Linked DNA regions of Macaca mulatta: region 1 is linked to region 2. The links are chromatin contacts, called in public Hi-C maps. All regions are on one chromosome and are shown on one strand. Each heading gives the region's core, a stretch centred on a gene start, on an enhancer-like site or on the middle of the called end of the contact. The rest is flanking DNA. Distances are from core to core; before and after follow the strand shown.

What was found. A called contact is a pair of places that touch in the nucleus more often than the background predicts.
Region 1: a Hi-C map of liver shows a contact between it and region 2, with 2.3 times the contacts expected there. The contact joins the promoter of TANGO2 here to the promoter of TRMT2A in region 2. A contact is called at or near these places in 3 of 14 Hi-C or Micro-C datasets (CD4 T cells, fetal cortex germinal zone and liver).

What each region holds. Positions count from the first base shown.
Region 1 is chr10:32,662,920-32,667,854 of T2T-MMU8v2.0, forward strand. TANGO2 (transport and golgi organization 2 homolog) reads right to left here and starts at 2,770. Exons shown (of 9, transcript XM_015149734.3): 1 at 2,679-2,770.
Region 2 is chr10:32,564,236-32,569,413 of T2T-MMU8v2.0, forward strand. TRMT2A (tRNA methyltransferase 2 homolog A) reads left to right here and starts at 2,465. Exons shown (of 13, transcript XM_077950841.1): 1 at 2,465-2,592; 2 at 2,698-2,787; 3 at 3,062-3,636; 4 at 3,894-4,002; 5 at 4,220-4,401; 6 at 4,588-4,702; 7 at 4,791-4,906; 8 at 4,982-5,093. The coding sequence starts at 2,764. It overlaps RANBP1 (RAN binding protein 1), which reads right to left and starts at 2,180. Exons shown (of 6, transcript NM_001260864.2): 1 at 2,032-2,180; 2 at 529-665. The coding sequence starts at 2,046.

The sequences.
Region 1 (4,935 bases), core at 1,520-4,019, 99 kb after region 2:
CTGTTGCCCAGGCTGGAGTGCAGTGGCACGATCTCAGCTCACTGCAAGCTCCACCTCCTGGGTTTGCGCCATTCTCCTGCCTCAGCCTCCCGAGTAGCTGGGACTATAGGCACCAGCCACCATGCCCGGCTAATTTTTTTGTATTTTTAGTAGAGACGGGGTTTCACCGTGTTAGCCAGGATGGTCTTGATCTCCTGGCCTCGTAGTCTGCCCACCTCGGCCTCCCGAAGTACTGGGATTACAGGCGTGAGCCACCAAGCCCAGCCTATCACAACACATTTTCTACAGTGGTACTCTCTCCTCAGATCTTCACAATGCTTCCGGGGCATTACTTCAGCCTCACACCAGAGGATCACTGTCTCTTCCCAGTTCCAAGGAGCAACACAAACAAGAGGCATCGTGAGCAGACAGAAGGCTCTGGACACAGGGTGGCCCCATCCTCAGGCCCTCCTGGGAGGAACACTCAGCTTCCTCACAAGCCAGGAACAGGTCAGCCTCGCAGCGGCCCCTGCGGCCTGAGTGGTTAGTGAAAACAAAAAGGGGGCACTCCTACCACGCCTGCAAAGAGGGTGAAGGCAAGCACTTCAAGTTAGCGTGGCACTGAAGATCTTGATGGATGCACCCTCAAATGTCAGCAAGCGCACCAGGGGAGCAGCCGCTGGGAGAAGGAGGCCGGCCTTTTTTATTTTTAAGCATGCATAAACTATTTTTGCAATCTAAAAAGGAAGTTGAGAGAAAAAGGGGAAAAAGCTGCAGTGATAACCTCAAAAGGCAGCTCAGTCCTTCTCGGGTGACCTTGTTTTCACAGAGCCCATCCTTATGGTAGGGATAGGCTTGTTTTCAAGATAGCCCAAACCCTATGGTAGGGGCCAACAAAGGCCAGGCTCTGCCATGCTGCTGCCATGTGCTGACTGACATATCACCAAAGGATGGGCCCTGCTTCTCATGCATCTGGAGTGTCAATGACAAGCATGGCCCTACTTCGAGAAGTCTTCCCAGCCTCCCTGTCCTGGGCTGTTTCTCTCCAGACCCCTTCTGGGGTCCCTGAGAAGTCCCTCATATATCTGTGGGTGTTTTCAGAAGCAGCACGCTTAGGTGGGCACCAGGGTGCCCTCCAAGTTCACCATCTGGTGCAGAAGCCAGGCACAGGATCAAGTTCCCAAGACACTACGTGTGATTACACACACTGCAAAACGTAATCAGAATGACAGCCCACAAGTGAAGACCAAGGAAGCACAAAGGGCTGGCAGCCCAGGCAGAGCTGACAGCTGGTCATCTCAGCTCAGGGAAGGGCTATGGCCACCACACATCACAGCAGGCAGGCGCTTGGTCTGAGGGGCCTGCAGTCTGGGGACATGCAAGTAACACAAAGCTGTGTAGGGGCCCAAGAGGGTGGGGGCACCAGGGCACCCCACCCTGGACCACCAGAGCAGTAGGATCCTGCGGGAACAGAGGCTCTGCTGTGTCCATCTAACAACATGGTCACCCTCTCCAGCTGCCCCCAACCCACCCAACAGGACACAGATGCAGGAAAACTCCTAGGAGAGTGGCCCAGGAGTAGTAGAGGCACTGGGAGCGGGCCCTGGATCTGAATGACCTTGGGAACACCATCTGTCCCCTTAGCCTGAGTTTTCCTTGTGGGAGCAGGACTGGATCAAAGAATGCTTGCCCCAAAAGGCTGCCCAAAGGCAAATGAGCTAGCGTGAGAAAGCCTTCCAAAGAGCTACTCAGCTACCCCTTACAGCTGCTGTCACATCTGCCTCATGGAAGAGGGCTCTGCCCCCAGAGTGGCAGCAAAACAGTGGTTAGTAGGTCTGGAGCCACACAATAGGCCTGGCCAGTGCAGACAGCCCTGGCCAGGACAGGGCATGTGACATTCCTGAAGAGGAAGGGGGCCTGAGGCCCAGGGACTTGTCCAAGGGCAGAAGGTTCACTCTAAAGCTTGTGGCCCAGCAGGAAGCCAAGGGAGCACAGAAGAGGTGCTGGGGGCAGGGAAGGTGGGGGGTCTCAGCAAACAGCCCTCTCTGTGCCCACTTCCCTAGAGGAAAACGGGCAAAGCCCAGGCTGCGGTGGGGCAAGGACTGCCCTGAGTGCAGCCCTGCCAGCCCCTACCTCTGATGCCCTGGAGGTGGGGGTGGGGGATGTAACTACCCAAACCTCCCCAGGAAGGCCGCATTCAGGCGCAGGGATGACCCAGCACTTACTAACTACTCACACCCACATTAGCTGTCACCCTGCTGGCCCGCAGCAGGCCGCAGGTAGGGGACAGAGTGACTGGGCTCCAGAGCTGTCCCTGATGCTGCCAAGGCCGCGCAGCCCACCCACCCTGCAGGGACCACGCAGCTCCCGGCCCTGTCAGTCTCAGCCTCCCCGCAGCGAGTCTGGTTCCCACCTGCCAGTGTCCCTCGCATCCCGTGTCAGCGGGTAGTATCAAAAACGCCTTCCAGTAAGGCGCGGGGCATTTTCGTCGGCCGGATCGACGTGGTAGCCCCTGACCCAGCCGCCTGATTCTATACCATACCTCAGAAAGGGGAAACTGAGGCAGGGCAAGGCGGTGCGGCCAGCCCACCCACCTTCAAGCAGCCTAGCCCGGTCCGCGCACCCAGAGCCCGGTGCCCCCGAGCCCAGGCCGGCCAGGCAACCAGAGGAGTCGGCCAGCCCCGGAGCCGCGCACTCACCGCCTCCGCCGCCGCCGCCGACTTCCGGGTGCCGCGCCCGCGCGCCACCGCAGCCAGCCCAGTCCCCGCCCGGCCCGAAGCCGGCGCCTTCACCATTGGGCCGCGCAGCGAGGGGCGGGGCGGCGCGCCGCATGCCGGAGTCCCGTTGGCTGCGCGCGCTGTCGCTCGGAGGCTGCAGTCTCCTGGCGCCCCGCCCCCGAGGCTGCGCCATGGCTTGGGGCTGCGCAGGCGTCTGAGCGCTTCCCGATCCCGCGGCCTTCGGGTACTCCGCGACTCCCTGCCTGCGGGGACGCCCTGGAAGGTTGCAGCCGCTCCTCAGCTCATGCCCTCATGGACACCATCTGTCACCTGCCTACCCTGCAGCCTCTCTCGAAAGAGCTACAGGAATGCTCACTTCCAGAACGGCCCCCTCAGACTGCGACTTGGTCTTCCCATCCTGTCCACTCAACCCCGCCTCTAGACCTGGCCATCCTCCTCCTGGCCATCCTTTCCTTCACTTTATGGCCTCCAGGTCGGCTCTTTCCTCCTTGATGTCCCTGCCATTCCCAGTATGGACCCCAGACCCTGGACTAGGCATTTGAGTACTATACCTTGCACACCCATCCCCTCCCCTACTTTCACCCCTACACTGTAGCCTCTGAGCTCACATCCAGGTCCAGGCCCCAGTGACGAGGGGCTGGCCCAGCTTGACTTGTGCAAGGCGAGCAGGTGGACACTGACTGGGGCCCTCCCAACAGGACAGAGGCATGAGCTGGGACCCCTGCTCCAGTGGCCTCTGGGCTGTGCCTGGGCCTATGTGGCAGAAAGGTGGAGAGTCAAAGCCCAGAGGCCCATGCCCTGCCTCAAAGAGTGAGCACTCAAAAAACTATGACATGGATGACAAGGACATTAGGGATAATGATAATGTGTAAAGCACTTTAAACCCAATGTCTGGGTCAGCAGTTCTTTCACCCCACTTTATAGATGTAAACATGTAAACACTGAGACTTGGAGGAGTTATGTCATTCAGTTGAAGTCAAAAAAGGTGGCAAGCACGAGAGGCTTCAACCTGCGTTGAAGACCTAGGTGCCCTGATGCCCTGCAGAAAACTGGGGCTCAGGGATGGGAAGAACCTGGCTGGTAATCAGCAAAGGCAAGAGTCTAACCTGGACCTACATGCAGGCCCGTTGTGCTCCACACTTTTGCTGTCTTATCTGTGTTTCTCCTGGAATCCAACAGAACCTTTTATAACAAGTAAACCAAGGACTCCAGATGTCCAGGGACTCATGGCCAGTGGGCCGCAGACCTAGCCAGACATAGTTGTCTCTCCCACCATCCAGCAGTGGGATCGTGTAGGGCTGGTACCAGTGATTTCCCTCTAAGCAGCCAAATCTATGCAATCTGTAGGGCCAAGAGGTGGTGATGGTGGACAAGTGGGATCTGAGGCTTGGGGGTGATGGACTCTGCCCTGGGGTTCATGGCAGCAGCTGCAGAGTGGGCTGCCCCAAAGCACCAGACCATGCACCTCAAAGCTGGACAAGAGTTGACCAAGGTTTCCCTTTGCGCACAAAGAGGGATGCAGTAACATGTCAGATGGTGGTTTGCATCCTGTTCTGTCATAGCTTGTGGCCTTGGGCCAACCCCACCCCCAGCCATACTTTTCCCAGCTAGACAGGGCCAGAGAAGACACTCTGATGTTCTTTGTTACCACTGACACTCCAGTCTGGATGACATATGATGCCAGGAAACAGGTGACAGCAGATGAGATGGGTCTAGAGTGGGCACCTAAGCCCTGGGAGCTTGGGGCTGCAACAGGCTCACTGGCATCCAACCTCTAATTGCACATAGATAGGAAGCTCACTACCTCCTGTGGCCACTCTTTTGGTTTCAACAGCTCCAACTGTTGAAAAGTTCTTCTTGACACCCAGCTGAAAGCATTTTCTCTCTGTGGCTTTCCCTGTGGGCCCCATAGCTGTCCCTATGGAGCTAGGTGACAGGATGAGAGAGGGAGGACACTGGGCTACTGGTCCCTGTGGTCTCCCTTGCTGTGTTTTTCTTTTTTTTTTTTTTTTTTTTTGAGATGGAGTCTTGCTCTGTCTTCTAGGCTGCAGTGCAGTGGTTCAGTCTCAGCTCACTGCAACCTCCGCCTCCCAGGTTCAAGCGATCTCTGCCTCAGCCTCCCAAGTAGCTGGGACTATGGGTGTCTACCACCATGCCCAATTACCTTTTTTTGTATTCTTTTTTTTTTTTTTTTTTTTTGAGACAGAGTCTTGCTCTG
Region 2 (5,178 bases), core at 1,215-3,714:
GCGTGGAGTCCCAGCTACTTGGGAGGCTGAGGCAGGAGAATGGCGTGAACCCGGGAGGCGGAGCTTGCAATGAGCTGAGATCACGCCACTGCACTCCAGCCTAGGCGATAGAGCGAGGCTCCATCTCAAACAACAACAACAACAAAAACACCGGGTGGGGGATTTATAAGCTTCACAATGCCAAAGAACTCTGCTGCAAAAAGTTAAAATCCCCTGCTCAACCAAAGGGACTCCCTGGATCCTCAGAAGCCAGTGGCAAGAAACAGCAGTGGGGCCGCCATGTCAGTGAACAGAGCAGCAATAATGGGATGCCCTTCATGCAACTGGCTGCAGGGCAGCAAGGGCACCTGGTGAAGATTCATAAAAGCAATGGGTTAAATTTCCACATGGGATTAGTCATCAAGCAACTTTAGGCCCTTTCTTTAAAGAACCTCAGTCTGATTAAAAGTCAGGCCAAGACCTTAACACCCAAAAAAGCTGTAACTTCAACCTTAAAGGGTCCTATTTCTGGGACATCAGATTACTTACATTTTAAAAAGTTCCTCTTCATCTTCTTCCAGCGTTTTAATTTCTTGCTCAGGAAGAGAAACTATTGGCTCAAACTGAGGGTCATGGTTGGATTCGTCTGTATTCTCAGTGGAAGTATCATGGTCCTCATGAGTGTCCTGAGGAAATACAAAGAGGTTACACTGCTGGCCTATGGATCCGGCTCACAGCCAGAGCCCAACCAGTGCCTGCAGTGGTCTGCCCCCCGACAGTGAAGGGACTTCAGCTACAAGGATGGGCTCCACCCCAAAGCAAGAAATTAGGCCCTCTCTTCCACGCTAGGAAAGGTTTGCATTTACGCCCAGCTCCATACACTCAGTGCATGAGCCTACAGCGAGACACCCGAGTTTGGGGCCCCTCCCCCAGATTGACAGACATCAGTCAGATCTGTGCACAGACTGATGGTGGGCCCTACAACTCCGCCAGCACTTGCAGAGTGGCCTGGGAGTAACTGCCTCATCTCTTTGAGCATCAGTTTCTTCCTCATCCATAAAATGCAGACGATACCTGCTGTGTGAAGATCAAAGGACACAATGATGGGTCGAAATAGATTTTGAAATGTTACTTTAAAGCAAAATGTAACTATTTCAGCTTTTACTAATTAGGAAATAGTTGTGCTCTTGCTTACTAGAATGAAAAAAGTCGCTACAGGACTGGTAGTATTTACATTGGATTCATAGCTCTGCCAGCAATTTTTTCACAGTTCAAGAAATTAAGTTAGTAACTAGATAAATTGTACCGGTGAAAGTCATGAAATCCTGACCCAATTTAGAGGATAAGAGAGCACCAATAATCATATTTTAGGTTCGAGTCTTCCAGAACACGTGCCTTGGTCACCCAGAAGTCCATAAGAGACCTAAGACTTCACCACTAGACTCAAACTGGAAAAGAAAACATAAGCTTTTCGCTGCTCTTCTGTGTTTCCCACAGCACTGCGGCTCTGCAGCGGCCCGCACTCAACCATACACCTCAGCCAACAAAGCCGCCGCCCGGGTCGGCGCGTCCAGGACCTGTGCCCCACGCTGGAACGCGAGCTTCTGCCACAGAGGCCAGAGCCGGTTCCACACGTGAGAACCGAATGAATGAAGTGCTGCGTGGGCGACGGAAGGAATAAATGCACCGTACTAGTGGGAAGCCCCAAGTGGGCCGAGCCGGAGGAAACCCGCCGCCCGCACCAGTTCCCGGAGGCTGGGGCCGCCCCGCGTGGCGACGGCCGCCCCCAACCCACCCCAAGGTCACGCGGGCGCCCTGCAGCCCCCAGGCCTCTGCAGAGCCTGCACCCCCAGAAGCCCCAACTCCGCAGGCCTCGAGCCCCCAAACCCCACGCGTCCCGACCCCGCGCCACCGAGGCCCAGCAGACGGCCGAACCTGCAGGCCGGCGGGGGTTGGTGGCTGCTGCGCGGGCCGCCCACGTGGCCGCTGATAACGGCCCCGGTCCCACCGGCCCCGCCCGCCCACCCTGTCCCCGCTTGGGCCAGGCCGCACCTTGGCGGCCGCCATGGGGGCGCGGCGGCGGCGGCGGCTCGGCTGGGTCGGTCGTCGCTGGCTCCGCGGCCTCTGGGCGGCTACTCGTAGCTCCTTCCCTCCGCGTCTGGCGCCGGCGCCTCCCGCCCGCCCGCTCTTCCCTCCGCCCCGCGACCCGAACCTCGACCCCTGACCCCAGCGGCGGGAAACGCGCCGCGATTCAAAACCAGTACAGCTTTATTGGCTCAGGCGGCGGACACTCTCATTGTCCGGCCCGCCCCGCGCTTCCCGCCAAAACGCCCGTGGCGCATGCCCGGCCCGCCCGTCAGCCAGAGGAGCGCGCATTCCCGGCGACCCCTGCGCGCACTTCCGTCCCGGCCACGCGCGCCCCAAGAGCTGGCTAAAGTGGTTGGAGCCGGCGCGTGGCTATGATGTTGCAGGAAGTCAGGATCATAGAGACGCTCGGCCTCCGCGGCACGCGCTGGCGGACTAAGAGTGGCTGGCGAAGCGTGCGGCCGGCGCGGGCCCCTGGCGGGCGGGCGGTGCAGCCCGAAGCCTGAGACCAGGACCTGAGCACCGCAGGTTCGAGTACCGCCCCATCTGGGTCGAAGCCGGGGCTGGCGGCGACCTCGCGGCGTTGCACTGGCTCTCTGAGCACTTCCCCTCTGAGCACTTCCCTTGTGACAGGCCCAGGACGAGGTGACCAGGCGGCCCCCGTGGCACCCCTGGTCTAGGCGGAGAACCGCCTGAACGATGAGTGAGAACCTCGACAACGAGGTAGAGTGCGGGGAGACGCTGGGTAGAGACGGGGATGGGGTGGGAGGAGGCGGGGTGGGGCAGGAAACCTGCCAGAGAATAGGTGGGGACGAGGAGGATGCGATGGGGGAGGAAAGGAGACGGGAATGGGGTCGGGAGGGTAGAATGGGGGAGGGGAGGGGCAGGGTTGAGTGCAGAGTGCACCGACGGAGGTTTGGGTGTGCCATAGGGGAACCTGGGGGGCCAGGCCCCAGGGTCTAGTCCTCACCGTAGCACCCCATCTGTCCCCACACAGGGCCCAAAGCCCATGGAGAGCTGTGGCCAGGAGAGCAGCAGTGCCCCGAGCTGCCCTACAGCCTCGGTGCTCCCTGCAGACCCGGCAGCCCTGGAGGAGGTGGAGAAAGAGGGCGCTGGAGCAGCTACAGGGCCGGGGCCTCAACCTGGGCTCTACAGCTACATCAGGGATGACTTGTTTACCTCTGAGATCTTCAAACTGGAGCTGCAGAACGTGCCTCGCCACGCCAGCTTCAGCGACGTCCGGCGCTTCCTGGGCCGCTTTGGCCTGCAGCCCCACAAAACCAAACTCTTTGGGCAACCACCCTGCGCCTTTGTGACATTCCGCAGCGCTGCAGAGAGGGACAAGGCCCTGCGAGTTTTGCATGGTGCCCTCTGGAAAGGCCGCCCACTCAGTGTGCGCCTGGCCCGACCCAAGGCCGACCCCATGGCCAGGAGGAGGCGACAGGAGGGTGAGAGTGAGCCACCAGCAACACGAGTGGCCGACGTGGTGACCCCTCTATGGACAGTGCCCTATGCTGAGCAGCTTGAGCGGAAGCAGCTGGAGTGCGAGCAGGTGCTGCAGAAACTCGCCAAGTGAGTGAGGGCGCAAGACACCCCTCCTGGCTGGGGCTCTGCCCGGCCCTGTGCTTCCTCAGCCTGCCTGTGCACCAGTCGGGAGGCCCAGCACAGGATCTGGCGGCCCCTTTGGGAGCTAGCGAGTGGGACACCCATGTTACAGGGGGCACAATGAGGTCCGAAAGGAGGGATTGGGAGCCTGGACATTGGGGAGTGGCCTAGCATGGGTGGGGGACAGTAGGTGGAGTCCAACCACAGATCTGCTCCTCTTACAGGGAAATCGGGAGCACCAACCGTGCCTTGCTGCCCTGGCTGCTCGAGCAGAGGCACAAGCACAACAAGGCCTGCTGCCCACTGGAGGGGGTCAGGCCATCACCCCAGCAGGTCAGGCTAGACTTCGGTGGCCACAAACCCCTATCCCGGGATTTGAAAACTTTGCTTTTGCTCACCCTTCCTGTTGATCTTTTTGTTTTCTCTGGTAACTTATCACATAGCTATCAGCTATTCCTCTTGTTTGACTGCCAGCCCCTGTGGGGAAATCAGGGTTTCCAGGCACAAGTGCTGGGCAACCAGGGTAAGGTGCAGCTGTCTCTCCCTGCAGACTGAGTATCGTAATAAGTGTGAGTTTCTGGTTGGCGTCGGGGTGGATGGGGAGGATAACACCGTGGGCTGTCGGCTCGGCAAGTACAAGGGCGGGACGTGTGCTGTGGCGGCCCCGTTTGACACCGTGCACATCCCCGAAGCCACCAAGCAGGTGGTGAAGGCCTTCCAGGAGTTCATCCGGTGAGGACCTGTGACGGGGCTCCTGGGAAGTCCTGTGTGGTGTGGGAGCAGAGGGTGGGGATCCCACCCAGGGAATTCTGGAGTGCCTGCCATTTCAGCCAGTTGAAGGAAGGTGTGGCCAGAGGAGAGAGCAGGGGAGCTGCTTCCCCAGTCCCGGGCACTCAGGCCAGCTCGTGATCCCCACAGGTCAACTCCATACTCGGCATACGACCCAGAAACATACACCGGCCACTGGAAGCAGCTGACTGTGCGCACCAGCCGCCGCCGTCAGGCCATGGCCATTGCCTACTTCCACCCCCAGGTCTCAACGGGGGCCCTGCTGGGGGAGGATGCCTGGCCTGGGTGGGCCTCGGCACAGCCTGATGGGACCTTTTCACCACTTATTCCAGAAACTGAGCCCGGAGGAGCTGGCAGAGCTGAAAGCCTCCCTAGCACAGCACTTCACAGCAGGGCCAGGCAGGGCCAGTGGAGTGACCTGCCTCTACTTCGTGGAGGAGGGACAGCGGTGAGGAGCCCGAGTGGGGCGGGGTGGGTCCCTGCAGGGACTGTGACACTGAAGGACCTGCACCTCCGCCCACAGAAAGACTCCCAGCCAGGAGGGCCTGCCCCTGGAGCACATGGCTGGGGACCGGTGCATCCATGAGGACCTGCTAGGGCTGACCTTCCGGATCTCTCCGCACGCCTTCTTCCAGGTAGCCCTGAGTCCCTGGTGGGCATGGGGACATGTTGAGGAAGGCCTGGCGCACCATCAGGACGTGATGGGAACAGTGGGCTCAG